7 separate regions of the Mus musculus genome follow, and regions 1, 3, 4, 5, 6 and 7 are each linked to region 2. Evidence: chromatin contacts called from public HiCAR-type, HiChIP or PLAC-seq, Micro-C and promoter capture Hi-C data. All regions are on one chromosome and are shown on one strand. The core of a region is the stretch at or near the end of the contact, and the rest is flanking DNA. Distances in the headings are between cores, read along the strand shown.

The links. Promoter capture Hi-C pulls out the DNA fragments that hold promoters and counts their contacts. A called contact is a pair of places that touch in the nucleus more often than the background predicts. HiCAR-type assays count read pairs that join an accessible place to other places. HiChIP or PLAC-seq counts read pairs in DNA pulled down with a chosen protein or histone mark.
Region 1: a HiCAR-type map of astrocytes shows a contact between it and region 2, with 5 times the contacts expected there. The contact joins the promoter of Ppig here to the promoter of Gad1 in region 2. A contact is called at or near these places in 3 of 115 datasets of contacts at active chromatin or transcription factors (astrocytes, embryonic midbrain and forebrain).
Region 3: a contact with region 2 is called in a promoter capture Hi-C map of embryonic stem cells, with 4 times the contacts expected there. The contact joins the promoter of Ssb here to the promoter of Gad1 in region 2. A contact is called at or near these places in 2 of 39 promoter capture datasets (embryonic stem cells and hippocampal neurons), 9 of 115 datasets of contacts at active chromatin or transcription factors (VIP interneurons, astrocytes, embryonic basal ganglia and 5 more) and 1 of 9 other capture datasets (embryonic stem cells).
Region 4: a HiCAR-type map of astrocytes shows a contact between it and region 2, with 4 times the contacts expected there. The contact joins the promoter of Klhl23 here to the promoter of Gad1 in region 2. A contact is called at or near these places in 1 of 39 promoter capture datasets (liver), 2 of 484 Hi-C or Micro-C datasets (both in embryonic stem cells) and 3 of 115 datasets of contacts at active chromatin or transcription factors (astrocytes, embryonic forebrain and embryonic midbrain).
Region 5: a contact with region 2 is called in a HiCAR-type map of astrocytes, with 4 times the contacts expected there. The contact joins the promoter of Phospho2 here to the promoter of Gad1 in region 2. A contact is called at or near these places in 1 of 39 promoter capture datasets (embryonic stem cells) and 2 of 115 datasets of contacts at active chromatin or transcription factors (astrocytes and embryonic hindbrain).
Region 6: a Micro-C map of embryonic stem cells shows a contact between it and region 2, with 3 times the contacts expected there. The contact joins the promoter of Cybrd1 here to the promoter of Gad1 in region 2. A contact is called at or near these places in 1 of 39 promoter capture datasets (liver) and 3 of 484 Hi-C or Micro-C datasets (all in embryonic stem cells).
Region 7: a contact with region 2 is called in an H3K27ac HiChIP or PLAC-seq map of embryonic stem cells, with 7 times the contacts expected there. The contact joins the enhancer-like site here to the promoter of Gad1 in region 2. A contact is called at or near these places in 1 of 39 promoter capture datasets (hippocampal neurons), 4 of 115 datasets of contacts at active chromatin or transcription factors (embryonic basal ganglia, embryonic forebrain and embryonic stem cells) and 1 of 9 other capture datasets (embryonic stem cells).

Annotation. Positions count from the first base shown.
Region 1 is chr2:69,721,158-69,724,925 of GRCm38.p6, forward strand. It overlaps Ppig (peptidyl-prolyl isomerase G (cyclophilin G)), which reads left to right and starts at 1,931. Exons shown (of 14, transcript NM_001081086.1): 1 at 1,931-2,206.
Region 2 is chr2:70,559,822-70,563,632 of GRCm38.p6, forward strand. Gad1 (glutamate decarboxylase 1) reads left to right here and starts at 2,308. Exons shown (of 17, transcript NM_008077.5): 1 at 2,308-2,511. Gad1os (glutamate decarboxylase 1, opposite strand) reads right to left here and starts at 3,536. Exons shown (of 3, transcript NR_040496.1): 1 at 3,438-3,536.
Region 3 is chr2:69,860,051-69,863,872 of GRCm38.p6, forward strand. Ssb (Sjogren syndrome antigen B) reads left to right here and starts at 1,512. Exons shown (of 12, transcript NM_001110145.1): 1 at 1,512-1,662; 2 at 3,174-3,265. The coding sequence starts at 3,200.
Region 4 is chr2:69,820,417-69,824,667 of GRCm38.p6, forward strand. It overlaps Klhl23 (kelch-like 23), which reads left to right and starts at 1,954. Exons shown (of 4, transcript NM_177784.4): 1 at 1,954-2,226; 2 at 3,371-4,251. The coding sequence starts at 3,372.
Region 5 is chr2:69,787,148-69,791,331 of GRCm38.p6, forward strand. Phospho2 (phosphatase, orphan 2) reads left to right here and starts at 2,590. Exons shown (of 4, transcript NM_028521.2): 1 at 2,590-2,809; 2 at 3,139-3,174. Ccdc173 (coiled-coil domain containing 173) reads right to left here and starts at 2,339. Exons shown (of 9, transcript NM_001077684.1): 1 at 2,268-2,339; 2 at 13-239. The coding sequence starts at 2,316.
Region 6 is chr2:71,115,855-71,119,916 of GRCm38.p6, forward strand. It overlaps Cybrd1 (cytochrome b reductase 1), which reads left to right and starts at 2,200. Exons shown (of 4, transcript NM_028593.2): 1 at 2,200-2,458. The coding sequence starts at 2,266. It also overlaps a transcript of Dcaf17 not described here.
Region 7 is chr2:69,910,722-69,914,616 of GRCm38.p6, forward strand. It overlaps Ubr3 (ubiquitin protein ligase E3 component n-recognin 3), which reads left to right. Exons shown (of 39, transcript NM_177783.6): 2 at 3,693-3,832. Among named protein-coding and RNA genes, the nearest start is that of Ubr3, 15 kb to the left of the region's middle. Within about 2 kb of position 2,255, at least 11 of the 459 cell types and tissues checked have an H3K27ac peak or open chromatin away from gene starts, as enhancers often do. A contact at or near this core is called in embryonic stem cells, where this site is marked.

The DNA.
Region 1 (3,768 bases), core at 681-3,180, 840 kb before region 2:
CAGGGCTTCTCTGTGTAGCCCTGGCTGTCCAGAAACTCAACTCTGTAGACCAGACTGCCCTCAACTTCATAGAGATCTGCCTGCCTCTGCTGGGATTAGAAGTGTGCACAACCATTTCCTAGCAATGTTTGCAATTTTTAAAAGATATATCTGTTCATTTCTCTGTATATGTCTATGTCCATGCATGTGAGCTTGAACATGTGTATTCAAATGCATGTGCATTGCCGTCAGAGAGGACACTGTGTGGCCTTGTCTATTGTTCTCTATCTAATCATTTTGAGTCAAGTTTTCTCCCCAAATCTGGGATGTTCTCAGCTAGGCTGGAAGCCAGAGAGTCTTGGGACCTATCTCTATTCACTTTTTTTGAGCTGGGATTACAGGTTTGCACACGAAGCCTCTCTTATTATGTGGGTGTACGGATCTGAATTCTGGGCCTCGCAGTTGCACAGCAAGAGCTCCAATTTGCTATGTCTCCAGCCCGAGTTCCTGAAACTTGCTTGTGAGTTTTGGGAGTTTCATCCTGATTTCCCTCCAGGAGGAAACATTTCTGTCCAGATGAAATAACTGTACAACACTCTGCCTTACTTCAATCTTCTAAATTCTGTGTAGGTCTCTGTAGCCTCAATCTTAGAGATCCGACTACCTCTGCCTCCTAAGTGCTGGGATCAAAGATGTCCACCGCCACTGTGTGGCATCCTAGATTTAATTTTTACAATGGAATTCCTTTTTGTTTGTTTCTGGCTTTAAAAGATCGATTTCTCTCACAAATTAAGATCTTAGGTGAATGAGCCCGATAGGAGGCATTTCTGCTCCATGTAGTTATTCTGGGATCTAAATTCCTTCCATTATGTTATTCTAATGCCTGCCAGTTCCTTGTTTGTGGATGATTAGAATATATTGGCAAATGAAGAAAATAAGAGGCAATGTCTTAAAGCCTAGAGCAGCATGCCACTTTGTCTCAAATTTCATCCTCGAAAATTAAATCACATGGCCAAGGGCTGGCGAGATGGCTCAGCCATTAGGAGCACTTGTGGCTCTTGAAGGAAGACCCATATTGAGTGTCTCGTAATGCTTTTAACTCCAGTTTGGGGACGGGGAGGATCTGACACCCTGTTCTGACCTCTGCAAGCAGTTATAGATATACAGTGCATATACACACAGGCACAAATACAACCATATTAAAATAGGACCAGGCATTTGGGATAAGAGGCAGAGGCAGGGTAATCTCTTAAAGAGTTTGATGTCAGCCTGATCTACGTAGAGAGCTCCAAGGCAGCCAAGGTATATAGTAAGACCCGGTCTCAATAAAATGTTAATCCCCGACTACTGGGATTAAAGGCATGCGCTACCACGTCCCGAAAGTAGCTCATCTTTGTTACTAGCTTTTGAGCGTTTGCTGAAGGTTCCTTGGAGGCAGAACGTCTCTCTAAATACCTCGACAGAGGATGTCACTGTTTATAAAGTGATGCGCATCATTTCGGGAGCGCTGTGACATTCTGACGGATCCACACCGATCCAATCAACTCTCAGAAACCATCAAGCGACCCGTCGGGAACGTATTTTAAAAGGCAGAAGAGACCCTACAAGCTCAAGGAGAAGATGCTGACGTCAGCCCGGGAACGCCGGGAGTCGCCGGCACCCATCCCTGACGTACTTCCGGCGCGACACCTTCCCTCCACGCCTGGCCTGGGCTGTGGGGGAGGGAGGCGGTTAGTGGGCTTTAGCGCCTTTCCTGACGGCGGTAGATTTGAAGCGCTTTCCAGGACCGGGCCGGGAGACGAGAAGCCCGCGGCGGGGCAGGTGAGGGATGCGAGAGCGTCTGTCGGCGCGGCGGCGTCTTCTGCGGGCCTTGGGGACGAGAGCGGGAAGGGCTCAGGGCGAGGGGCGGAGCCGCGGCGGGCCTCTGGGCCGAGGTAACCGTCTTTCCGTCGAGGTCTCTGGGCTGCTCGGGCTCGGAGGGGTGGCCCCGGGGACCGCGGCGCGGCCTGGGGCCCCGTGGTGGCCCGGCGGCTTGCAGCCGAGCCCCGGGGCGAAGGAAGCGGCTCTTCCTCTCCAGCCCCCGCCCTCCCGGCTCGGGCGCACACCTCCTCCCTGACGCATTTTGCCGCACAAGCTGTAATATGGCGGCAGCGACGGCAGCCTCGGCTCCCGGGAGCTAGGTTCGTTTTGGAGGCTTCAGAACCGGGAGACGGAGCGCTGCGGCGTGGTAGGTGGGACCTCTGGTTAGGGAAGGGGGAGGCGCAGCGCGAGGGCCTGTCAGGTTAGGGTTAGGGAGGGACGGGCGCAGAGCCAGGATCCCCGGGAATAAAATCGACCGCGGGCTCCGGTCCTCCCGACCTTTTCCTCCCGTAGGACAGCGGCTGGCGTGCATGCCTCAGTGACACAGGCCCTTGGTGTTAGGGACACTCCTAAAACTCAAATGCGAGATGTTAACCTCAGGGCCTTAGAAGTTTTCTCATGTTCCTGAGCGACTGGAAGCGGCCGGGCCTTTGGGGGAGGAGGATTCTGTTGAGGAGAAGATGGTTTCTGAACCCCGTTCGCCTTTAGGAGAAACGAACTGATTTTTTCCGTGTTTCCTCTTGATGTCGAACAAAGTCAACCGTAGCGGGCATCCGTTGTCTAATTGTTTTGGAAAACCTTATGGAAGCACCACCCTGTGCACTCAGTTTGATTTCTTAGCACGAATACATTACTTGCGCTAAGTAAAGATTAAGTAAAGACTCTCTTTGTTTGTTTGTTTTTGATCACCAGAACATTTAAGAAATAATACAGTGTTTTGAAAATTTGGAAGGTCCATATTAACTTTCAGAAGCTAAATCCAGAAAGGATAAGATTTGTGTTAGTGTCATTCCCATTGTATAAAGAATATGATGACTAGTAATTGCTATTTTGTAACAGATACTGGACAGTTCGAGGAAACCTTTTTTATAAGTTTTAAAAGATAGCCATAAGAGGAACTGCACAGATACTTAGAAAGGCTGCTTCTAACTTACCTAAAAGTGTAACTCCTGATTTGGTGTCACAATGTCTATAATCCCGGGCTGAAGAGAAAGGGTCACCAATCAAGGCCAGCCTGAACAACTTGATGAGACAAACAAAAACACCTTAGGGACCCCACTCTTTAATTTTAATAATGTGGAGTGTTATTAGTCATGTAATAGTTTACATTTCTCTCTGTTTAAAAGAAGCTAGTTGCTTAACAGTTTCTTTAAGCTTTATTAAATTGATTGGGTTGTTCTGCTCACTCCCTAAGTAGGTTGGTGTGTGTGTATGTATGTGTGTGTGTGTGTGTATATATATATATCAAAAATTGTATTTTTTATTTCTGTAGGCCAAAATTTGGACCTTGAGATGTGCAGGCAGTACTTCAAATATTCAGAGAAGACTGCTATAATTGGACCTTTGACTTTTACTGACAAGGCGCATTTTTTGCTTTGTTTGAGGTCTTTGGCATTTTTAGGGCAAGCACCACTGAGCTGTATTCCTAACCATTGGTCTCCACATTTGTTTGTGTGCATAGATTCAAGACTTCACAACTGAGGGCAAGTGCTAGATCACTGGACCACAAACTAACTCCTAAGTTTTCAGAATACCTGTTAGGTGGTGTTTTTCTACCAGCTCATTTTTTGCATACCAGTAGTTTGTGTATATCAAAAACATTAAAGAAAATGGTTCTATTTGGAAGAGCATAGGTGACTTTTCCTGACAACTCAAAATGTTAGCTTGTTTTACTTAATTCATCAGCAGTGTATACATTTGTAAATGTAT
Region 2 (3,811 bases), core at 1,058-3,557:
AGATAATCAGAGATTAATCCAGTCATGAGTCCCTCAGTCTACCTTTCTTCTGGCTCACCGGAATGTCATCTTCATGAATGCAAAGATAATATAAATCAAATGGTCACTAATATCGTTCAATTGGTTACTACTATTCATACGCTTTCAAATTAAGGACAAATAGAAGCCTTCATTCTTTTCCTTCCCGTCATAAAGGAGAGAGGAGAGGAAGAAAGGAGGGGGGAGGGAGGGAGGGAGAGAGAGAGAGAGAGATAGATAGATAGATAGATAGATAGAGAGACCCAGCCTGGTTTGACTTGTGATATCTACTATTGTAGAATATTCTTTTCTTTTCCACGTGGATTTTGCTAAAGCCCTAGGATTGAGAGCTTTTAATTCCGTTGTCAAAGAAAGACATGGTTGAAAATTTCTCCATCTAGTGCCACAGGTGAAGCGTCTTTACAGAGTCTTGGAGGAAGATTAAGGAGACAGAGGAAGGCCGCACCTAGGCAGAATTGTGGGTACTTAGGGTCGGGAGGATTTATGCTTCCTCCCTCCTGACCAGCGAGTCTTGAGTGATTGACATTAGTCAGTGACACCCAGATTCCTGACTGATGTCACTATATCTTTTAACGAAGGCCAGGAAAGGGGGCGTGGAAGAAACTCCGAGTTTACCTCCTCGTAAACAGTTTCAAGATATTCTGAAAAGCTCTGAGGTGCGTGGTTTGAGGGGCCATTTCCTTCGTGAAACACACACACACACACACACACACACACACATACATACCTAACAGGATCGCAGGGGAACTTCTGTTCCAACTCAGCTCAGCCCACCCTTCGGGTGCTTTTTGTTTTTAAAATGTGCGGGGGCTTTTATGTGAGGCCCAGAGAAAACAGCAATGTTCTCTTTGGTCGCAAGGAGCAGCTTAGTTACTTCAATCCCTTTTGTTGATCAGACCGTATCCTCCCAGCCCTGAGGCTTCCAGCTCCCTCACGAAAATTTCGGTGATTTATACTATTTGTTTTTGATGTTTCCGTTGAGTGGTGATGAAAGTCGCTAAGATGGTCACAAAAAAAGAGACAGGCCTGGGATAAACCATCGAAGACCCAGAGGTGCACATGAATAAACCGGTCTGCTGCTCCACAATATGAGGGAAATCTCTATGAAAACGAGTAAAGCGATCATAGAGTACTCCCCATCACTCAGACAGGCCCAAAAATCCAGTTTGTTTTGCCCCTAAAGGATGAGAAACGGAGGGAGAGGAAAAAGAAAGCCAGGAGGTAGCGGCGAGAAGGCTAGAAGAGGCCGGCCGTTACAGAGCCTTTCGGGCATCTCCAGGTGTTGTCTAGGGCGCACCAGGGAAAAGGCCGCCAGCACGGGGTCTCTGTGTGTTTGGCGCCCTCTGGTGGAAATTTTTTCCAATACCGCCTTTTTATGGTGGGGGACTTCACCCCGCTCAGTAATGTGCTTAAATATTGCCAAGAGAGAATCATTGAACAGCGTGAAACTGAAAAGAAGCGAGGAGAGCGGGCCAAGACACGGAGTGCCGTCCTGGCTTCCCGGAGCCACCCTCCATGCTCTGCTGCCCCAGGCGTGTGGAGCGGCACTCGTGCGTGTTATTAACCTTCAGACATGATCAATTACGAAGATTTCTTTTACCCCTCTCCAGGGAGAGGGCTCAGAGAAAGGGAAATAGACCCCTTGCCTCTTGTGGTGCCAGGTAGCTGTGTTCGAACGAGGTAGTGTGGAGATGGACTGGAAGAAGAAACGGGAGTGCAGAAACTCCAGGGTCTGTCTGGGTGGTCCCCTCATCTCCGCTTTGCCTGTACAGCCATACTGGCTCAGTAGAGCGCTCCCTAGGACACCACCCAGAGAAAACCTTCTGGAATCGCCAATCCAGGACAACCACAGGAGATTGATCAAGGCAAAGCAAATATTCTAGTCTTCTCCAAGATACGGGATGGAGGGCTAGGAAGAGGGGAAGGAAGAATCACCCAGTGAGACAAAATTCTTCGTAGGAATTATATTTTCCCTTGCCCTCACCCAACATCGCCTATCTCAAAAATAATTTAAAAACAAAAAACAAACAAACAAACAAAAAACAGAGCGTGCTGAGTGCATTCTGGATTACTCATAGGACTTTGTCACACACACCCTCCTTTCTGGTCGCAAACCCGTGAGCTGGATTTATAATCGCCCTACAAAGCTCCAGAGGCAGTCAGACACCTGCAAAGGAGCCCCAGCGCTCCGCGGACGAGCTGCCCCCGCGAGCAACGGCCTCGTGATTCCCCCCGCCGAGCGGGTCCCCGCCTCCCCACTCCGCCCCCGCCTCCCCCAAGCCCAGCGGCCGCCTCTCCGGATCTCTCCCTTCTTCAGGCTCTCCCGTGCCGGACCAGGGATCGTGCAAGCAAGGAAGCAGCCCTGGGGTGACACCCAGCACGTACTCCTGTGACAGAGCCGAGCCCAGCCCAGCCCCGGGACGCTTCGCAGAGGAGTCGCGGGAGGGTCCAGCTCGCTGTCGCTGAACCGAGGTGGGTAAATACCGGATCGCCCGGACTTGCCAGAGCCCCGCCTCGGTTATTCAACCCGGTGCCCTCAGCCTGCGGCTTCTTGTCCAGCCCTTTGCCTCACCCCACCAGCACGCGCCTGTCGCCCACCTTCCACAGCCGAGTGCTTCCCGCCAGTCCTGTCGCAGCTGTGGTTTGGCGCACCCATCCCCTACCCTCCTCGCTCTTGAAACCCTTATCAATTTCATTCGGGAGGACACATAAGGGCTGAAGTGACCCCAGAGCCATTTTTTGCCTGCGCTTGGGGGATCGGAGCTCACGGCTGTCGGATACGCGCCTGGGTAGCAGCGGCAGAAGGTGCGAGGAGCGATAACCTGTTACTTCCCCAGCACCCGCGTCCCACCGCCGCCCGCGGAGCTGCGAGAGCGCGCGGAGGTTGCGGGGGGGGGGGGGGACAGATGCTCGGCCCGAGGGACGACACGCAAAAGGCGGCTGGTGGGCTGCGCTCTGCGGGGTCTTAGATTTACCCAGATTACCGTTCTCCTCCCTCTCCTCTCATTCTTTCGCCCGCTCCTTCTCCCCATCTCTTCCTCTTCTCTCGCCCTCTCTCCCTCACTCTGTCCACGAACAAACACCAAATAGGGGAACCGCGCACTCTTCTATCCGAGGTCTCTTGCGCCCTAGGCGCAAATTCGCCACCGGGTGACGGTCTCCTTTTTACCCTCTGCCACCTTCTCTGGCTCAGTGAAACGAACTCTGGGGACTAGGTAGAGTAGAAACAGTGAATCTGGGACGGAGCCTCGCTCTAGGGTTGAGAAAGCTAGAAACGAGGTGGGACAAGAAACTGATCAGCAAGGCTTCGACACGCTGCCTTTTGGCTGTCTGGAGTGCAAGGTGACTGATTCTTAGCGGGTCAAGTCCTGAGGGGCGGAGGACCTATTTCTTCTCACCTTGTCTCACCAAAGTCCCTGTCCCCGGCGCTGTGAGCCTCCTTCTTTCCAAGGAATTGGCCAGACACAACAACGGGAGCCAGACACCGAACCAGACGTGCCCGCCCCGCACGCCCTCCCCCCTCCTCTTCTGCCCGTTCACCAGGCTGCTGGGAGCCCAATGGGGCTTGTCTCGGCTGGGCTGGAATTTGCTCGATGAGTGCTCCCTAGTGCTCCTGGCCCTATCCTCACCCCATCCCTCGCGTCCTGCACCCGCCTCCGGCGCCCCTTAGCTGTGAGCCTCACTCGGAGCACCCCGTTGCGCCTCTAGACTTGAGAGTCGCCCGGGGCTACTGTGCTTGCGCCCCAGTCCCAGAGCTAGCGAGCGCCTCCCC
Region 3 (3,822 bases), core at 262-2,761, 700 kb before region 2:
AGTGCTTATTTATTTATTTTATGTGTGTGTCCTGGGAGTATGTATGTGCACTGTAAGCGTGCAGGACCCAACAAAGATGAGAAGAGAGTGTTAGAGTCCCTGGAAATGGATTTATAGTAGGTTGGGAGCATTTACACACATGGTATTTTTCCACTGTCTATCCATGCAGGCAAAACACCCGTACATAAACTTAAATCTTTAAAAAAGGAAAATTTAGCATTTATGTCTCACAGTAAGTAGAAACTTGAAAATTTTTTTATTGAATGTAATTAATCTAAAGTTAAAACTACCTGAGGATAATACTAGTAAATTCTTTTTTCTTTGGCCAAAATGGCATGTATAGTTAACCTATAAATGCATTTCTTCTTCTTCTTCTTCTTCTTCTTCTTCTTCTTCTTCTTCTTCTTCTTCAAATTTTAGAGTTTATCTGTTTGGGAACTTCCAAAATGCTCTGAGATTATGAAGTTATTTTGTGAAAGTAATTTTTATATTCCAGGAACACTGAAGGAAAAAGATGATGTCATAAGGAAATTGCACCTCTAAAACGTTAAAATTGTTATGTAAAAAGTGGCAGTCCTGACTTAAGTGTGAAGTCTCTCAAACTATTCTAAATGTACTTCTTTCCTAGCAAGAGACTTTTTTGTTTTGGTTTGGTTTTTGGTTTTTAGAGACAGGGTTTCTCTGTGCAGTCTTGGCTGTCCTGGAACTCACTTTGTAGACCAGGCTGGCCTCGAACTCAGAAATCCGCCTGCCTCTGCCTCCCAAGTGCTGGGAGCAAGAGACTTTTAAAAAGATTTGTTTGTAATCCCAGCACTAGGGTGGCTGGAGGCAGAAGCATAGTTTGGGATCAGCTTGGGTTACTCATTGAGTCAGACTCCAACATCAAAACAAGCAAAGATAGACAGCAGCAGCAAGAGGGGGAGCAGTAAGAGCCTGGTGATGTAGGTGAAGTCCCAGCACTTTGTACTGAAGCAGGAGTTCGAATCATTGGCCAGTTTGTGCTTCAGAGAGCTAGCCTGTCGGAAACCAAGCAACTGTATGGTTTTTTAATTTTTTTCCAAAACCACAACACCATGCAAGTCAAATACATTGCAAAAGGCCAAGCGTGCTGGCGCACCCCTTTAATAATGCCAGCACTCCCGGAAGAGGTAGGCGAGTGTCTCAGCAGAGGCAGGAGGAGTTTGAGGGTCAGCCTGGTCTACAGAGCAGCGCGAGTTCCTGGATAGCCAGGACTACGCACGGAAACGCTGTCTCAAAAAAAAAAAAAGGAAAAAAGAGACAAAGGGGGAAAAAAAGAAAAACCAAGCGCTACAGAAGAAAGAAGGGAAGGCTCGAACATACTGCCCAGAAACACATTAAAAACAAAGATCTCCACAAAAACACTTCCTGTCAGCCCCTAACATTCTGCTGAGCAATTTAACAATTTCTCGGGCGGGAGGGCGGGACTCCTCCTCCGAGGATTGTGGGAGGCTGCGGTAACGGCGCGTGCGTGGAAAGCAGAGCCGGGCCACTGCGTCCGCGGCCACGCCCACCTGTCCGCAAGGGCTGCCGGGAAAGCCCCCATCTTTAAGCGCGTTTGGCTGGCCCGCCGGCGCTCGGAAGTCCAGGCGCTTCTGTCGTTGTTCTTGAAGCTGTGGTGACCGTGGGATCCGAATCTTTGAGGTGAGCTTCTTGGAAACTGAGGAGAAGGTACGAAGGGCTGTGCTATGCGCAGGCCTCACCTTCCTCTCCGCGCCGCCGCGTGGGCCGCGCGGCCCGTGGCCGTGTGCTGGACCGCGGCCCGAGGGGGCGCGGGCCTCGGCGAGGCCACGGAGCGGGCCCCGGCCAGAGATGCGGGCGCCTGGGGCTTTCCACGTGGCAGGGATCCCGGCGGGCCGGTGTGGGAGGATGCGGCTCTCGCGGGGCCTTTAGGCAGAGGCTCGCCGCATCCTCACGGCGTCCTTTCGGTTTGTTCCTTGCACCCCTTTCCTGACTGGCCAGAGGCGGATGTTTCGGACCATTTAAGTCTTTAGGGTGGTCGGTGCGGGTTAAACGCGACAGGGTTCTGTGGGGACTGACTGGAGGCCGAAGAAGTGGGGGCCGCTATTGGGTTCCCAGCGTCGCTATCTTTTTTTTTTTTTTTTTTTCCTTCAAAGAACTGCCATTGCCATTCTGTCTTCAGTGTGAAACAGTCCCTAAATTGGGTAGGCCGCAGAAGTCTTGCAGGGGCTAACTAGGTCGTTATTGACCTGTGTCTCTGTAGTAATGAGAAGTGAGATTGTTGGTAGTGGGAGACAAACCAGCGCCTGTAACAGTAAATTCTGAAGTGGGACGTGTACTTCGTAGATTTCCCATTACAGGACCAGTGTATCGCCAGCAGTCTCCAGCATTTTGAGCAATGTCTCAAGAAATATACCAACAGTAACTCATAACTATATTCAGCTGCTGCAGATAAACTCTTCAAGAGCTGGTATACTTCCGTACAATATGGTAGGGTGGTTTAGTAAGGCGCTGAAAGCCAGTAAGACAGAAGATCCGGTTTGTGATTTCTAGCAAACCAGTATCACAGTCCCTCTTTATTCTAGGATTGTTGTCAGACCGTGAAACAGGAAAGTGGCTATAGAGTTAACCAGTGTAGTAGTGTTTTAGGCACATCCTTACCTTCCAGCGTCCCTAGTTTAAAATTTTTTGTATCTGTGCTCACAAGGTCCCATTTTTCTTGTATTCTCCTATATAGTGTCTAACACCGTAACTTTCATATCTGAACTCTATTTTCATTTTTACCAGTAATAAGTTTTGGTAAGTCAGCTGTGACTAATTTGAAAAGAAACGCAAATAATTGGCATTGAGGGCTATAGGAATATACTGCTGGCAGACTATAATACTGATATTTTTAAAGCTAGAAATGATTCAGGGGTAGTTAAGTGGACATTTTCTGCTTTTTTGTTTTTATCGCTGAACTTTGCTTTACCAACTACATGAAGAGTTTGGTTACAAAGTAGGATTTACTGGGAGGAGGGGTTGTTGATCTGAGTTTTCCATCCATAATCCAAGGTGTTGCTTTGTTGAGATGTATGAGAATTCATAGGGAAACCTGTAAGGTTAGGAATTCTTGAAATTAAAAAAAAAGTGGCATACTTTTTACTCATTCTCTTGTATTGACTATTATATAAAAATAATAACCTTCCTACCAGTGTGAGAAACTTTACAGATAGCCACAATGGCTGAAAATGGAGATAATGAAAAAATGACTGCTTTGGAGGCCAAAATCTGTCATCAAATTGAGGTATGATTCTTGTGTTGTTAAATTGTAACTTAAGATGAAAACAGAACATCTAATAGCGATATGTGGGCTTTTCAAACAACTGGCTTAGCTTTGATTCTTGGAGTTAATATGAATGTATTCATATTAGGGCAAAGTTAGAAGTCTCAAGAATTACAGACATTCCAAAGGTAACACTGTAGACTGGTGTTTATTTTTGAGACACAGAGTTCCCAAGTCTGTAAAATGGAGGTAATATTTGTAAGTTGATGTGAAAATTAATGGTGTGCCTAATATCTAACAAGCTAGCATAAATTCCATGGTAAAGTACTTCTGGTCAAATAATAGTTTATTCTATCTAGTTAGTTCTCTTCTAAAAAGTTAACATAACTTTTTAACAAATTATGCATTTCAAAAGTCCTGTTAGACTGTTCTCCACTTCTCTCTCTGCGTGCACTTAGCCCCTTCTCTCTTTCTCTCTTTCCTGCCCCACTTCCCCATGGAGACTTCCCTGGCCTTCATCCTTGGGGCCAGTGATCTTGCCCATCTAAGATCAGCTTCCCAATAAACCTGCATTTAAT
Region 4 (4,251 bases), core at 704-3,203, 740 kb before region 2:
GTGCATAGAGGCCAGAGGCCAGCCTCTGTTGCTGCTCCTTAGGAACTGCCTATCCTGGTTTTGAACCAGTGTCTCTCCCTGGGGCTATAGCTGATGGACTGGGTCAGACTGGCTTGTCAGTAAGCCCTGGGGATCCATTTTTTTTTCTGCATTCTGAGTGTGGGATTACAAGCACATGTCACCCTGCTTTTTATGTGCATTGTGGGAGCTCAACTCATGTCCTCATGTTTGTGAGGTAAGCACCTTAGCCATTGGTCTTTATCCCTAGCCTCAGGAAACATGTTTTTAAGCAGAACTAGGAATCACTATAAGCAAATATTTTGTTTTGCGACAGGGCCTTACCATTTTCAGTGGGGCAGTCTCAAACTCGGGATCTTCCTGCCTCAGCCTACTCTGCTAAGATTAGAGGATTGTGACAGCACCAACAGCTTGGAAGCAAAAGTTCTAATTGGTTCCTATAATAATCTGAAAAAAGTCTGCACAAATGACAATACAGTGAACCTCTCTATCAAGAGTCATTGATCATATACTGTTATACGTATGTTTCTACCCCATATACATATATATTATGCATATATTGATCATATTTTTGAGATTCTATAAGTTAGTATAGAGCCTACAATATATATTTTCTTACGACTTCTTTCTGTATGTTGGAGAGGTGGTTCAGAGGCTCAGAGCACTTGTTGCAATTGCAAAGGACCAGGATTTGGGCCCCAGAATTTACATAGCAGCTTACAGTCATTGTGACTCTGGTTCTAGGGGATCCAATGGTATCGCTCTTCTGGTCTCTGCAGGCTCTTCACACATTACAGACACACATGTTGCAAGCGCGATTTCGATCACACACACATGCACACAATACATTTTAAAAATTATTTCTGTGTGTGTGTGCTTGTGTGTGTGTGTGTGTGTGTGTGTGTGCGCACGCGTGTGTGTCTAGTAGTTTGCTCTAGGCTGTATGTTAAGTGGCAAGTGGCAGAGTAAACTTTAGCCCCCCAATCGAAGACTCTTTTGCTTTCTTGCTGTGGTATTAAATTGTTGACCAGACTCTAAGATATAAACCATATCATGTTTTTGTTTGTTTTGTTTTTGTTGGTTGTTTGTTTGTTTTAGGTTGTTTTCTAAGAATCACTTGGTGCTCTTGGACAGAATGAAGATTTCTGAAATCTGGGGTGAGGGTTGTGAAGTTCTACACAACACTCCCCCGGGATCAACACTAAGATGTGGAATTAAATTAAACCCACTCAAAGAAGAACAAGCATGTTACTTGTTCAGAGCTTGCTTGGCAAGAAGGCCAATCACCATCACTCGTCCTTCCCAGAGGCTCAAAGCAGGGACATGAGAAGCGTGGATAAAAATAGAAGAAAAAGAAGAGGAAAAAGCAAGGGGGAGGGGAGAGTAGTAGCCTCCACCTCTGCTACCCCAGATATCTGATTGGAGGCTATTGGCTGGGAAAGCCGGGGGTGGGCTACAAACAGAGTGATCGTTTTTTGGCATATTTATACTTCCCTGGTTGGTCCTGAAGAGGAAGTGGGGGTAGAAACCCAAGTTGGCTTCCTGGTTGTTCTGGTGCAATTTCAACACAGGTTGTGGCTTGGCTTTCGGCGCTTAGGAGTTTCAGCGTTCTCCCATCATGTAAGGTATGGCCATTACGTATCTGTCTACTTACTCTTTTCTTTTCAACACTACTTTAAGAACAACCTTAGCTCTCCGGTCCTGGTTTGCCGCGACCTCCTTCCAGTAAGCTCCCTGACAGCCATGGACCATCTTTCAAACCTAATTACCTTTTCCCGGACTTTATGAGGTGCTCGGAAGTTATTCAAAATCTTGCGGCTAAAAACATTTGATACTAGCTTTTGTTGCAATAAGAAAGTGGACTTTCTGGTGTGGCACAATGGACATCACCAGAAGGCTGGAGCTTGCCCCTTTTAGCTGCTTGTGTTCTACAACAGTAACTCGAGAATCTTAGGTGCCTGGATTCAGCCTTGACCTAGGCTACCCCCACTTTCCCTGGAAGCTTCCAGGTTAACTCCTAGTGTGCTTAAGCAGCCCCAAAGCTCCTTCCTGCGCGCTCTGCTGGAGGCAGCATGGAGTTTATGGGAAAGCAGCTACTTGTGGCATTTGAAGGCAGCCCTAATAGAAGACCGTAGTTTCGCCTTCTTCTCTCGGCACTTTCTCTCTCCCCGCACGCCAAGGGCCAGGGCCGGCAAGAGGACAGAGAAGGTAAGGGTACACACTCCCCTCCGGCGTTGGCTGGGGACTCCGGCTTTCTCCTAGCAGGCAGTGCGATGGGCGTGCGCGCGCGAGAGGAGCGGGGCTGACCGTGGACGCGGCCCACCTGCTGCGGGAGCCCACGCTGCGGCGCCCGGGCTGCGGGGGGCTGCGGGCGGAGGCGGGAAGCCGCGGGCCACCGAAGCCGGAGCGGCTCGTGGGCTGGAGCTGCGCTAGCAGGCGGCCTCCGCCGCGCCCCGCCGCGCGCTACCAAAGATGGTCAGAGGGTCGGGAGGCGCCCCCGCCCCCGCCCCCGCCGGCCGCTAGTCCGGAGTCTGCGTTCCGCGCCGCCAGCGAGGTAGGTCGGAGCCCGGCGGCCCGGGGCCGGCCAGAGAGGCGAACGGGCAGCGCGGGAGACGAGGCCCCGCCACCCCCAGCCCACGCGCGCCGGGGCGCAGACAATGGCCGTGCGGTGCGGGCCCAGTGGCGAGGGCGGGCGCGTGGGTGCCGCGGGGCCGTCCACACCTGCGCACCCGGCCGGGCAGAGGCCGCGGGCATCGGCCAACGGCGGCGCGCGACGCCCGGGAGCCGAACCCCCGCGCCGGGCCCCGGGGCGGGGCGCTCTCCCGGCGGGAACGCCGGCCGGGCCCAGGCGCTAGCGCGGGCTGCAGAAGCTAGCTCGGGCCCGGCCGCTCTTGTGCTGTCAGCAAGCTGCAGAGCGCAGGGATCCCTTTTCTGAGATTCTCTCCATCTTGGTGGCATCTCAGTGTGAATTGAAATCGAGGGGGGAGGGGGAGAACCAACAACGGCGAATTGGGGCCGGGCTGCGGCGGGGTGACCCCCTCGGACACTTGGCCTGGGGACTCTCAGGAACTGCCAGACTGGGACAGTGCAGATACTGGGTGGCTGGGGGTAGTAAGCTAGGATCTCTCAACAAATGGATAACTGGAAAAAAAAAATCCTCATTTAGTTAATCTGATTTTAAATAGACCATCGTATAAATAGTTCAGCGCATTTTGCATATGGTGTTTGGGCATCTGATTTTAGTCTAGTTTTGGAATATGCCTGATGCCATCCATGTCTGGTGATCGGAATTTTTAACATTAATTATTAGAGTTAATACACAAAGCTGAAAACGTGTTTGTATTTTTTGCAGCATGGCTCTAAAAGGACAAGAAGATTACATTTTTCATTTCAAGGATTCGTCGCATCCAGTGGATTTTCTGGATGCATTCAGAACGTTTTACATGGATGGACTATTTACTGATATTACCCTTCAGTGTCCTTCAGGCATAATCTTCCATTGTCACCGAGCTGTTTTAGCTGCCTGCAGCAATTATTTTAAGGCAATGTTCACAGCTGACATGAAAGAAAAATTTAAAAGTAAAATAAAACTGTCGGGCATCCACCATGATATTTTGGAAGGCCTTGTAAATTATGCATATACTTCTCAAATTGAAATTACTAAGAGAAATGTACAGAGCCTTCTTGAAGCAGCGGATCTGCTGCAGTTTCTTTCTGTAAAGAAGGCGTGTGAGCAGTTTCTGGTCAGGCACCTGGACATTGATAACTGTATCGGGATGCACTCTTTTGCAGAATTCCATGTGTGCTCAGAACTAGAGAAGGAATCCCGCAGGATCCTCTGCTCCAGGTTTAAGGAAGTTTGGCAGCAAGAAGAATTTCTGGAAATCAGCCTTGAAAAGTTTCTCTTTATCTTGTCCAGAAAGAATCTGAGTGTCTGGAAGGAAGAGGCTATCTTAGAGCCGGTCATTAAGTGGACTGCTCACGATGTAGAGAATCGAATCGAATGCATCTACAACCTGCTAAGCTATATCAACATAGACATAGACCCAGTGTACTTAAAGACGGCTCTAGGCCTTCAAAGAAGCTGCCTGCTAACTGAAAATAAGATACGTTCCCTAATATACAATGCCTTGAATCCCATGCATAAAGAGATTTCCCAGAGGTCCACAGCCACCATGTATATCATTGGAGGCTACTACTGGCATCCTTTATCAGAGGTCCACATATGGGACC
Region 5 (4,184 bases), core at 1,340-3,839, 770 kb before region 2:
GTTGAGACTTACTGCATATGTGTTAGTCCAGTGTTTTACCAACTCTTGGGATTTCACATGCATTTTCTTCTTTGCTGCTCTTTCTGCACGAAGGACTGCTGCTTCTCTTGTCAACCTGTTGAGGCTATCCCGGATCCTCTCCCACTCAGCGTGTGGGATTATGGTGATCTGCTGGAGATCCACCTTGCTAGGTAGGAGGGGTGGATAGGGAATCTCTTCTTTTTCAAAGCAATCCATTCCTAATGCATTAAGAAACATAATTTTTAAATACTTTTCAGGAAGAGTTCACCTGACTTTTTTTTCCAGAAATTTCTGGAGTATAGTAGTATCTGAAAATTGCCTCAAATGTGTAACTTAAGATTGGCTGAGGGAGATAATACGAGACTTTATGAAATCAGAGTGAAGTGATCAAATCTTTGGTGATTTCCTTCATTTGTAAACTTGGGCAAGACATTGAACTTTGTGGGATCTTGGTGGAAAAACTCCTGATCAAGAGAGTGAGGTCTACGGCCTGGGTGGAGATCAAACATGCTGGTGGGGTTGGGATTCAATCACGTTTTCTCAGGGTCCATCCTAGAACTCCTCGAGTCATGCTAATGAGATAGGCAGAATTAGCTCTTTTATAAGACCCATTTCATTAAATTTGATAAGTATATGCCTCCAAAGCCATCATTACAGTTCAGATAACGGCCACAGGACACCAACAGTCCCCACACCCATTTACTGCTTGCCATCCCTCCTTAGGCTCTACTAGGCCACCACTCATCTACTACTTTTATTATAGATTTTACTCAAAAGAATTACTTTGAGATTCATTCATGTTGTCATATACGTGATTTTATTGCTTTATGCTCTTTCCCAGAATCCCTGCCCCAATGCAGAACCTTATGGGGCACAGCCATGTAACATGTTAACATGTTAACATGTAACATGTTAAGTCTCTTCACTCTTCTGAACTGATCAGAGGAGTGTATTCTCCTTTTCTTCTCTCTCCTTAGCATGCTTTCCTTAACACTGTGAGCTTTCCCCAGCGTTTCAGACTGCACGCTTCCTCTAAAGCAGCAGTTTCTCAGTCTGTGCATCTCAGCACCTTTGGGGGTCGAATGAGGGTCGCCTAAGACCACTGGGAAACACAGATATTTAATAATAATAATTTAAGCATAATTCATACAATTATAATCATGAAGTAGCACAGAAAATAATTTTATGGTGCGGGTCGCCACAACATAAGGAACTGTATGTAATAAAGGGTCACAGCACTAGGGAGATTGAGAACCACTGTTCGAAAGCATCTCTCCTCAATACACAGCAGTTTTTCCAAGTGGAGCAATTCAGAAAGAGGCTGAGAGAAGCCAGTTTGAATCAGTCAGCTTGCAGAGGAGTTTGGGCCAGAACACCTGTGTTGAACCATCGAGGCCAGAGTTCAGAAAGAACTAGAAAGGGTGAGCTTATTCAGCAGTAAGCCTCCAAGACAACAGTTACATCTGGTGAATAAAAATTACTTTTACAATGTCCTTGTGTATGAATCAAATTTCCTAATGTTCCCACTGACCAGATTGTGTCTATCCTAGGGTGCAGGGTGGGGGTAGGGTGCTATTGCTACAGAACTCAAGCAAAACGTGAAGATAGTTCAAATTTCCAAGAATCTATTAGTTACCATGACAACAATTAAACTTGTGGAAAGACTTTGTTTTTAGAAGTCCTACTTGCTCACATCTTTGAAAAAAAATCAAATCTTAGGTCACTTTAATTGGTCACTTTAATTACCTCATTATCATTTTTTTTTTTTTTTTTACATTATCAAAGCATTTGACTAGGGGAGAATTTTAACTTTAGCGTGGAAAGAACTGAGGTTTTTCCGTGAGCTTTAGAAAAGATTACTCAGCAGGTCTGCAACATTATAAAGATTTTGATAGGTCAATAACATTTCCAAACGGCATTCCAAAATTTATTCAACGAATTACAAAGCTTAAGTGCCCCGAGTGTCTGACGAGTTACAGCTGGGGTAAGGCTCTAACTGCTGCCTTTTCTACCCCTATTCTACTCCTAGTCTATTCTTTCTACTGCTACGCTCCCCTAGTCCTCTTTCCTTTTTCCACTCATTCACCTGAAGGCCAACCTGCCTAACTTCCAAGGATGCTTGCTGGGACTGCTTTCGACTTGGTTAAAGCCCATTTCAAAAGGCAACCGAAGCCCTCACTTTGTCACCCTATGCTGGGGTTCTAGAAACAACAACCCCAGCTCCGGCACGGGCCAAGGCAGCTCACCTTGGCTTTCCTTCGCCTGCCCGGAGCGCCGTCCAAAGCGCACCTGCATCTTTAACAAAGCTGATCCCGCGAGTCCAGAGCAGGTGATACTACTTCCAAGCTGAAGTCAGCTACTGAGCGATAACTAAACCATTTGGTTGTTTAGCAACCACGCCGGAAGTGACGTCAGTCTCCAATCCAGGAACCAGGAAGGAGCCCTGTCCGCGGCTGAACCGAGGCCCGAAGCCCGGGTGTGCGCGTGCGCAGTGCAGAGCAGTGGGCGAGCCGGCGCTAGCAGTTCACCGGCTGCGTAAGGCACGAGAACCAACCGGCCGACGCTGGTGCTGATGCTGGCGGCCCGCTGCGACCCAGGCCTGGGTCAGTGAGGAGCCCTCGGTCCCGCTCGGCCGCTGCCGCTTTTCTCACTCGCTGCGCTAGTTTGGAACCGGCCGGTGTGCGAGTCGAGGCCCAGGCTGGGTGCGAGCTTCTACTCTGCGCCCCGCTGGCTGAGGTGAAGGACAGCCCTTTGACCACCGAGCCACAAGGATTAAAGGACAGAAAAGGTGTTTTTAAATGATTTGATTTATGAGGCATAGTCAGGACTATATGAGACCCTGTCAGTTGTTACGTAGGACTATTAAAACTTGAATGTTGTCCCCAGAACATTCGCGTTGATACCTTTAACATACATTAAACTGCTTGGTAAATAACTTGTAATTAGTGTACTTCGGGAACCAGTCAGTCTCTAATGACACAAAAAGTGGACTGGCACTTGATCTCAGCAGAGGCTCTCCTGACATATCGCTGTACAGCTGATTTCATTACTAAATTAAAGGAAGTGCGACTTTCAATAATGAACGTTCTAATGCATAGTTGTGCTATCTCTCCTCAGGTTTTCTATCAGAGATGTTCCACTGTAATAATGCTGGTAAGTATGGAAGGATTAATAAAAATTTCTGGAGACGGAACTTTTGTGTACTTGTGCTAAGCGAGTTGAAAGCTCCGCAGGGCTGGAAAGGTCAGGGATTGAACTGTCTTTGTAGGCCAACAGCCGCTTGCATAGTTTGTGAGGGAGCACGACGCCTAGCGAGAGATCGGTGAATTACACAGTGCTAGCTGCATCCCCAGCAAATTGTACCTTTCTCTTCCTAAGGCCCTCTTCCCACAAGATAACGCAGAGTGAGCAGGAAGTTCCTTCACGGGACAGAAACTCTGAGCTGAGGGACCTCACCACAAGGGACAACACAGGTGCCCTTTAACCTGTTCACTCTAGAGTTATCCTTGAAGCAACTGGGGCAGAGTATATAACTTAGAAGGCAGAAGCTGTGTAGACCACGTCTCTCAGTGAAAATTATCAGGAGTTTTACCAAATTAGTTACAAGTATTGAACCTCATAAAATATCTCAGTAACGTTCTCATATGGTCTTATATTTCAAATAGGGTCTCATATTTGACTTGAAACTCCCGATTGCAAGTGCCTTTTCCATACAAGTTGGTCTAGAACTAGTTTTTTTTTTTTGGGGGGGGGGTTGGGTTTTTTTTTTGTTGTTGTTGTTTTTTTTTTTTTTTTTTTTTTGTCTCGAAGCTCTTTTGCACCCTAATTGGAAACAGAATTTAAATGACTATTGAGATATTTTAAAAACAAAATCAGAAACAAACAAACAAAAACCCACAAATGACAATTAAACCACTCATTAAGATCTGGCCACTGTCCATAAACCATTTTATGCGTGCTATACTTAGTTATGTGTATGTTTGTATATGTGTTTGTGTGAGAGTAAGTGCACATGATTGAAGGTGCCCAAAGAGACTAGGGCTGTCAGACCCCCCTGGAGCTTCAGTTACAAGTAGTGATAAGCCACCAAAACTTGGATCTTCTACAAAAACAGTCAATGTTCTTAACTGCTCAGCTGCCTCTCCAGCCCCTTATTTATTTAC
Region 6 (4,062 bases), core at 950-3,449, 560 kb after region 2:
GCTGCACCTCTTGTACAAGGTTTCCCTTTCACATTTTTCTCTCTGGACTCCAGGAACCCTCTCTGCTGTAGGCTTGGGACAGTGTTAAAACCCTGCCCACTAAATGTAAATAGTCCTGGTCATTACTGAATTGCCCAATTTGAATATGCTGTCCATTCTCCATTGAAACCCTGATGGACACATTAATCTCCCAACACAATGCCCTTCCTCCCAGTTACTTAATCTCCTTACCAAGGGAAAAATAACAACATGGCCGCAGGCCACAGATTCAAATCTCTTACTCATTAATCCAGCTCTACTACCAGGGCCTTGACACTCCACTTCCTTGGTCTAAAACCTTTAATTAAAAAAAAAAAAACACAATATTTTAAGGGCTGGAGAGTTGGCTCAGCTGTTAAGCGCACTGGCTACCTTTCCAGAAAACCAGGGTTCAGTTCCCAGCACCCACATGGTAGGTGGTTCACAGCTTTAGTCTGTAACTACAGTCTCAGGGCATCCACTGCCCTCTTCTGGCCTCTGTGGGCATTGCATGCATATGGTACACAGACATGGAGGCAAAACTCTCATAGTTATAAAATAAATAAAACTTCAAAATGTTGTTTATAGTTTCTTATTCTAAAATTAATTTTAAACATCTATTTGGTGCGGTGGTGATAGTGGTGTGTGGGGGGGGGGGGGGCGCGCACAGCACAGCACAAATGTAGAGGTCAGAGGACAACTTGTAGGTTTTCTTTTGTACCTGTCAGTTCTTTGGACTACGCTCAGGTTATCACACTTAGTGACAAGTGCCTTTACCTACTGAACTAGCCCTCAAAACCTATAATTGGAAAAACCATTCCTTGATGAGCAGGCACATATGCACATGTGTGTGCTCACGTGTGCACATGCGCACACACAGGTGTGCACACACAGAGACACACTCGCGCGAGCTTTGCGCGCGCGCGCGCGCGCACACACACACACACACACACACACACACACACACACACACACACTACCTTTCCTGTGTTTTGTAAGGTCTCTAAGGGCTAGAGGGAGCATTCCCAAATGCACTTTGGAAGCCGAGGCATCCAGCACCCTTTTCCTCTGATAGTGATGCTCAATGTCTCACCTAGAAGGGCAAGGATAACGGAAAAGGACAGGAAGCCAGTGTCTCTTCATCAAGTTAAGTCACTCAGGGAGGTTTAAGGTCTAGGCTCACATTGGTTTGAGCAGGCAGACATCTTTAAACTCATTTTAGCACACTCCAGGCAAGTCCAGGGCTGTGACTGCCTGTCTTCCCTGGCGCAACTGCAAGTTGCAGGTGGCTTATATTCTGTTATTTCTGTCTTTTCCAGCTGTTATTGTTACTATTTTTGATATCGGATAGCATGTACCTCAGGCTGGCTTCACACTCTCCATGTAACTGGGGATGATATTAAACATCTGATCCTCCTGCCTCTACTTTTCCCATGGTAAAATTATAAGGGGTGTGTCACTTCTAAGGACTGTTCTAAGGACTGTGCCCAGGTCTTTGTGCGCGCTAGGCAAACCTAAGTAAGACCAATTTAGCTGCGCTTTCAGCCTTCTCTTTCTCTCTTCTCTGTTTTGATGTTGAGGCAGGCTTTCTATAGCGGTCTGGTCTGGAACTCTCTATGTAGCTTAGAGTGGTTTTACACTTGTGGCTATCCTCCCGCCTCAGCTTTCTGAATGTTGGGGTCACAGGTGAGCTCCACTACACTCTCATCCCTACAGGTGCTTCCTTACACGGTAAGGCCAAGTCCACTGCTGCCCTCAGCAGCAGACCCTCTGGGGGGTCAGGAAGCCTGGATAACTACAACCGCAGGCTTCACCACTTTCAGTGAATCTGTCTCTGGTGACAAAGAGTGTGTACCACCGCCCTCCACAAGAATAAGGAAACAAGGCGCATAGAGTTGAAGCAAAGTGGTAGGCTTGAGCTCCTGGGCGCTGTCTTGGTGAGGAACTGACTCACACTCAAGGAGGTTGGATGCTTCTTCAGGTGGTGGCCACCACGGCAGCCAGAGCTCACGGTGCAGCCGCGTGATCGGGGGTGGAGGATGGGGGATAAGGGGTGGGACCGTCTGGAGCTTGGGCCCGCGGCACCCCCGGGAGGCCCCACAGCCTGTTACCCTAAGAAAGCCCCTCCCCACGGGCGGAGACGGCGCCGAGAAGTCGCCGCCCCGGCCCCACCGCCGGGCCAGTACCCCGAGGCCACGGCCGCAACACCAAGTTCTCCAGCAGGCTGTCGTGGAGCATGGGGTGCTGATGGCCATGGAGGGCTACCGGGGCTTCCTGGGGCTGCTGGTGTCCGCGCTGCTCGTGGGCTTCCTGTCGGTGATCTTCGTGCTCATCTGGGTCCTGCACTTCCGAGAGGGGCTTGGCTGGAACGGCAGCGGGCTCGAGTTTAACTGGCACCCGGTGCTCGCGGTGACCGGCTTCGTCTTCATCCAGGGCATCGGTACTGGGATCCTCGAGGGGGTTGGTGGGGTCACTGCGCGATGGGACCCGGGACGCCGTCGTGGATTCCAAGGAATTCATGAAACTAGGGAAAGTTACTCAGGTGGGCAGGGCCTGCGCAGTCAGGGACGCGAAACCCCAGCTTCGGTGAGGCTGGCCTTTGAACTTGCTTCAGGTCTCCTAGGCGGGGAGCTCAAGTCTCCGCGCAGCATCGTCAGTTGGTGCCTCTCCATCCTTTCCCCTGTCCTGTTCTTTCCTCCGGAGTTCTGGGCACCTCCATCAGTCACCGGCTGCTGCCTGGCTGCGCTCCATTTGTTGATGTGGCGAAAGTTCCTTGGCGGAGTTTTGTGGTCTTGAATCTGACAGGGAGATGAAAGCTGAGAGTGGCCCCAAGGGACCGCTGGACGCCCGGGATCCATCTATCTCTCTCTCTCTCTCTCTCTCTCTCTCTCTCTCTCTCTCTCTCTCTCTCCCCCTGCAATTCTACTCTTCATCTTCACTGTCTTCTTCAGCTAATGGGGCACCGCACGTTTCACTTTTCCAAAAAGGCGGTGACAGCGAGAATGCATTCAGAAAAGCCAAGCTGTTGTGCTGGGCTTGCTTAGCACAAACTGTTTGAGAGGCTCGGAACAGGTTCTAGCAGCCTGGCTTCTGAACAGGCCTCCTCTTCTTCACCAATACTAAAAGTCCCACAAATGAGCAAACAGAAGCACTGGCTTCGTTCCTAAAGAAAAATGTGTGTGTGTGTGTGTGTGTGTGTGTGTGTGTGTGTTGCACCCCCCGCCCTCCCCCCCCAACCCCGCGCATGCTTTAAACCGGTGCTACGGCCTCCAGCAAGAGTGGTCAGCCTTCTTCCATGGGAATCTGGAGAAGGTAATACTAATGCTGAGCTACTGTGGTGTGAGGTAGGCATCCAAGCCATTTCGCTGCAGAGTTCCCAGCTATTTGGCCACTACCCTAAAATGAGAAAAACATATCCAGGTTCTAAAGTTCCAACCACCAGAAGCACTCTTTCCATCACGGTGGAGCGCTTTCGTTTGGCCAGAGTTGTTAATATCCTCTGTTTAATTAAATAGTCCCAAACACCTCTTCGTGGCTTCCAGCCACCCAGAACAGCTCCGGACGCCGTGAGACCCTTTAGATGTTTGGACGGAGTGCTGTAGTTGAGGGTGAGGGAAACACAGATGACAGCGGGTTACCTGTCAGGCGGGTTAACCCAACAGAAGACATTCACAAAAGTACAAACATTCCTGAGCATCTTCTGTGTCTTCACTGGATGCATTATATGAGTGTGAGCCGACGCAGAGGCGCTAACCCATGGACATAGAAATTCTTCTAAGCGCCTTATTCTCAACAATTCCCCCTCCCCCCAGTGCTCTTCGCTTTTATGGCAATATGCTCACTTTCTGAAACATGGACTTTACAGCAAGCCAAAATATCATCTAAAATATACTTTGAGACTCTCCATTCATATTGGAACGCATTTCACTCTTTTCCTAAAGATTTCTACTTTCTCTAAACTTTGCACTTAATCTGTTTACTTACCTTGGTGCAAAAACACGTATACGGGTGTACTGGAATTTTCATCTGCTGCTCTTAGACAAG
Region 7 (3,895 bases), core at 1,005-3,504, 650 kb before region 2:
TCCTTTTCTAAACAAGTAAAATTGTTAAGAAACATGTGATTACTTATTAAGATCTTGTTCAAATCTAAGAAAAATGAACGAATGAATATAAATAATATGTTCTTGGTTTTACTATGACATTTTTAAAAAAAGATTTTATTTATTATTATATATGAGTACACTGTAGCTGTCTTCAGACACACCAGAAGAGGGCATCAGATCTCATTGCAAATGGTTGTGAGCCACTATGTGGTTTCTGGGATTTGAACTCAGGACCTTTGGAAGAGCAGTCAGTGCTCTTAACCGCTGAGCCATCTCTCTAGCCCAGACATTTTCTTTATCATATACTAGTCTAAATGTAACAATCACTTAATCATTTAAATTTCATGCTGAAAGTTGAGAGGAAGGAGTTAATTAGGAATGTTTGAGAAATTGACGCCGTTAGGAACTGCAGTAATGAGCCCCAGGGCAGGAAGCAGGGTTGCCAAGGTTTGTGGGGGAAGTTAGGTAGGTGGCACCTGATTTGTGTGGACTTTCCTCTTTTGTCTAGCAATGACTTATCTATTATCAATTAGGGTTTGCTCTAAGCTATAAACAATATTTTGATCAGAGTTTCAAGCTCTGCAATTTCCTATTATATACAGACATCCCCATTCCTTTTTTGAAATTTCCAAACATTTATGTAGCGAGTATAGTGTATAGGAAGGATGAAAGGAAAAAAAAAAGCCATTGTCAGGAATTGTAGTGATGATAGAGAGATGGGTCGGTGGTTAAGAGCACTGACTGTTCTTCCAGAGGTTTTGAGTTCAATTCCCAACAACCACGTGGTAGTTCACAACCATCTGTAATGAGATCCAATGCCCTCTTCTGGTGTCTCTGAAGAGAGACACAGTGTACTAACATACATAAAATAAATAAATAAATCATAAAAATAAAAAGAATTGTAGTTATAAGATTCTGTGAATAAACGCTGATAAATATTTTGTGAACAGTAGGAAAAGCTGTAAGAGAGGATCTCTATTTCTGAAACTATTATTATATTGTCATAATTTTATTTTTAATAACTACTCAGTTGCTCATTCTCTAATTTACTGTAAAGTGAAAGAGAGTTAAATTTCTACAAACGGAGACTGTAACACTGCAAATTGTATTACTCCTTTTTTTCTTATTGAGAAAATAGGAGATGGTGGATTGCCTGTGTTAAAGGTGTATATGCATTTAGATATATGTGTCTATATGGATTTCTTCCTTCCTTACTTTGGTGCTGGGAATCTAACCAGAGTCCTATATAAACCGAGCATGTTTTCTGAGCTATACCTCAAATTTGCAGGAATAGTGAGTTGGGATTTTAATGTAAGTTATAAATTCCTGGGTTAGTAAATCTTGTGTTTTTTTGTTGTCACCCACTTTATTTTATTTATTTATTTTTAAGATTTATTTATTATATGTAAGTACACTGTAGCTGTCTTCAGACACACCAGAAGAGGGCATCAGATCTCTTTACGGATGGTTGTGAGCTACCACGTGGTTGCTGGGATTTGAACTCAGGACCTTCAGAAGAGCAGTCGGTGCTCTTAACCGCTGAGCCATTTCTCCAGCCTATCACCTACTTTATATACAAAGGAGAGAATTTGTAAAATGCCTGTGTGCAGTATATAAGTTTCTGGGGGCATATATGGTGGTGTGCACCTGTAATACCAGCAATGGGAGGTGGCGGTAGAAAGATTAGGAGTTCAAAGGCATCCTCAGCTACTTTAGGAACTTTTGAAGCTGTTCTAGGTCATGAGATCTTGCCTAGAAATCCCCATGACAAGACCCCTTCCAAAGGAAATAGAACAAACCCCTGCAGTGTGGGTATTCATGGATCACTGTCCTCCTTAGAAAATACCACAAAATATCTTACACCTTAATTCTAATTTAAAATTAACTCAAGCTAATGAAGTTATAAAACCTGAAAGTAAGTAAAAATTTTAGAACGTTTGAAGAACTTAGGAGAGGATGGAGAGAGGGCTCGGGTTCGGGGTGCTTGCTGCTTCTCCAGAAGGCCTATGTTGGTTCCTAGTGCATACATCTTATGGCTCTGGTCTAACCTCCTGTTACTCCAACTGCAGAGGCCCTGAAACCAGGCCTCCTCAGCCCCAACTCCCCAATGTGGGCTACGAATACACATAAATAAAAAATGACACCTTTTAACAAACACTCTGTAGGAGGTTAAAGGGTTATAGATGAAGATTAGAAAGGTTAGAGAAGAGCCTTTGTAACTAAGCTCTGGAGTAAGCCAAGTGAACTGAGTCAAAGGTTAGGACACAGCTAAAACACACAGGAAGATTTAGGTAGCCCTTTGGCTAGTATCAATTGTAAACATGTTTTTTTTTCCCCCTTCTGTTTTACCATTGACAAGTGAATGTGTGGGGTAATTTCTTCCTAATACGGATTTTCCTGATCAGTTTTTATGTTCTTTTCTTTTTTTTTTCCCTCCCCTCCCCTCCCCTCCCCTCCCCTCCCCTCCCCTCCCCTCCCCTCCCCTCCCCTCCCCTCCCGTTTCCTTTCTTCTCTCTCTCCTCCAGCCCTCTCCCCCCTTTTGTTTTGAGACTCATTGTGTTTCCCAGGCTGGCCTGGAACTTGGCTATGTGAACCAGGCTCCCCTCAAAATTCAGAGACCTGCTTTGGCCTCTGTGAGCACCTGTACTCTTGTAAAAACCCCCGCCTCCCACTCTCAATACTACAAATCTTATAAATTGTTTAACCATATTGAGTTGTGTTTATTATATACTAAACCCATAGATTTTACATACCCGCATCCTGGACTCCGTTGTAGTCTGTTGATGTTATTAAATTACCATATATTGTGTTTATGGATTAGCTTATTCTCATTAATCATTTCTTCTAAGAGTTGCTATCATTTTATGCATAGCTCTTCCACTTGATAGAATGAATTTTGATTGATTCCAGTGAAATTAAATTTAAAGAATTAAAATTTTTGTGTTTTAAGAAATAAAATAATTTTTCCTCTTAAAAGTGCACTTTTGCTGTATTCAGATTTTTAATGATTTTTAGCTAAGATGGCTTTTGTACTCTTCCTATTAAGTTTATTTTTAGACATTTTAATGTATTTAATTAGTAATTTTTTATTTGGTAGCAAAGTAACTTATGTGACTTTTGGATTGTGAATATTGCAATGTCTTTGTTGTTCAGATGTACCAGTTATTTTTAAAAGTAATATGTAGTGAAGATTAGCAAGAATATATATACTTAAATATATAAACTTTATAAAATAAGTTTCAATTATTTATATCATTGATTAGTTTATTGAGGTAGGAATGGAAAATATAAATGCTTTAGATTACTATCAAGTTGTACTTACAGGTTTATAAAGGACAGAAATAATAAAATAACACTTGAAAGTAATATATTGCAGTCAAACATGTCAATCCTATGGTGATTTTCTTTTAGTGTTCTGTTTGGGACATGGCTAGTATGGCCTTTTCTTAGGAAAAGTCTCTCTGAGTACCATTTTTAATTTAAAGGCCTACTAAAGTTATATTTTTTAACTTCGTGCTTTAAAATCATAAAGAAGGATTATATTGGTTTTGGTATTTGCTTGTATTTTCCGTTTTAGTATTGTAAATGGAAGCAATACACTCTTGCCTGATTAGACATTGTTGTTTTTCCTTCCCCTTTTCTTAGTTTTCTTTTTTATTTTCCTATTACAGGTTTTGTAGAAGACATCAGATTAAATCAAGTTCAAATATTCCCTGTGTCCCCAAAGACTTACTGATGATGTCTGAATTTGTTCTTCCAAGATTCATTTTTTGTCTTATTCAGTACTTAAGAGAAGGCTATAATGAACCAGGTATGTTTTAATATGTTCGTTGTAATACTCTTAAATAATCAGATCACAGACTTTTAGCATTAA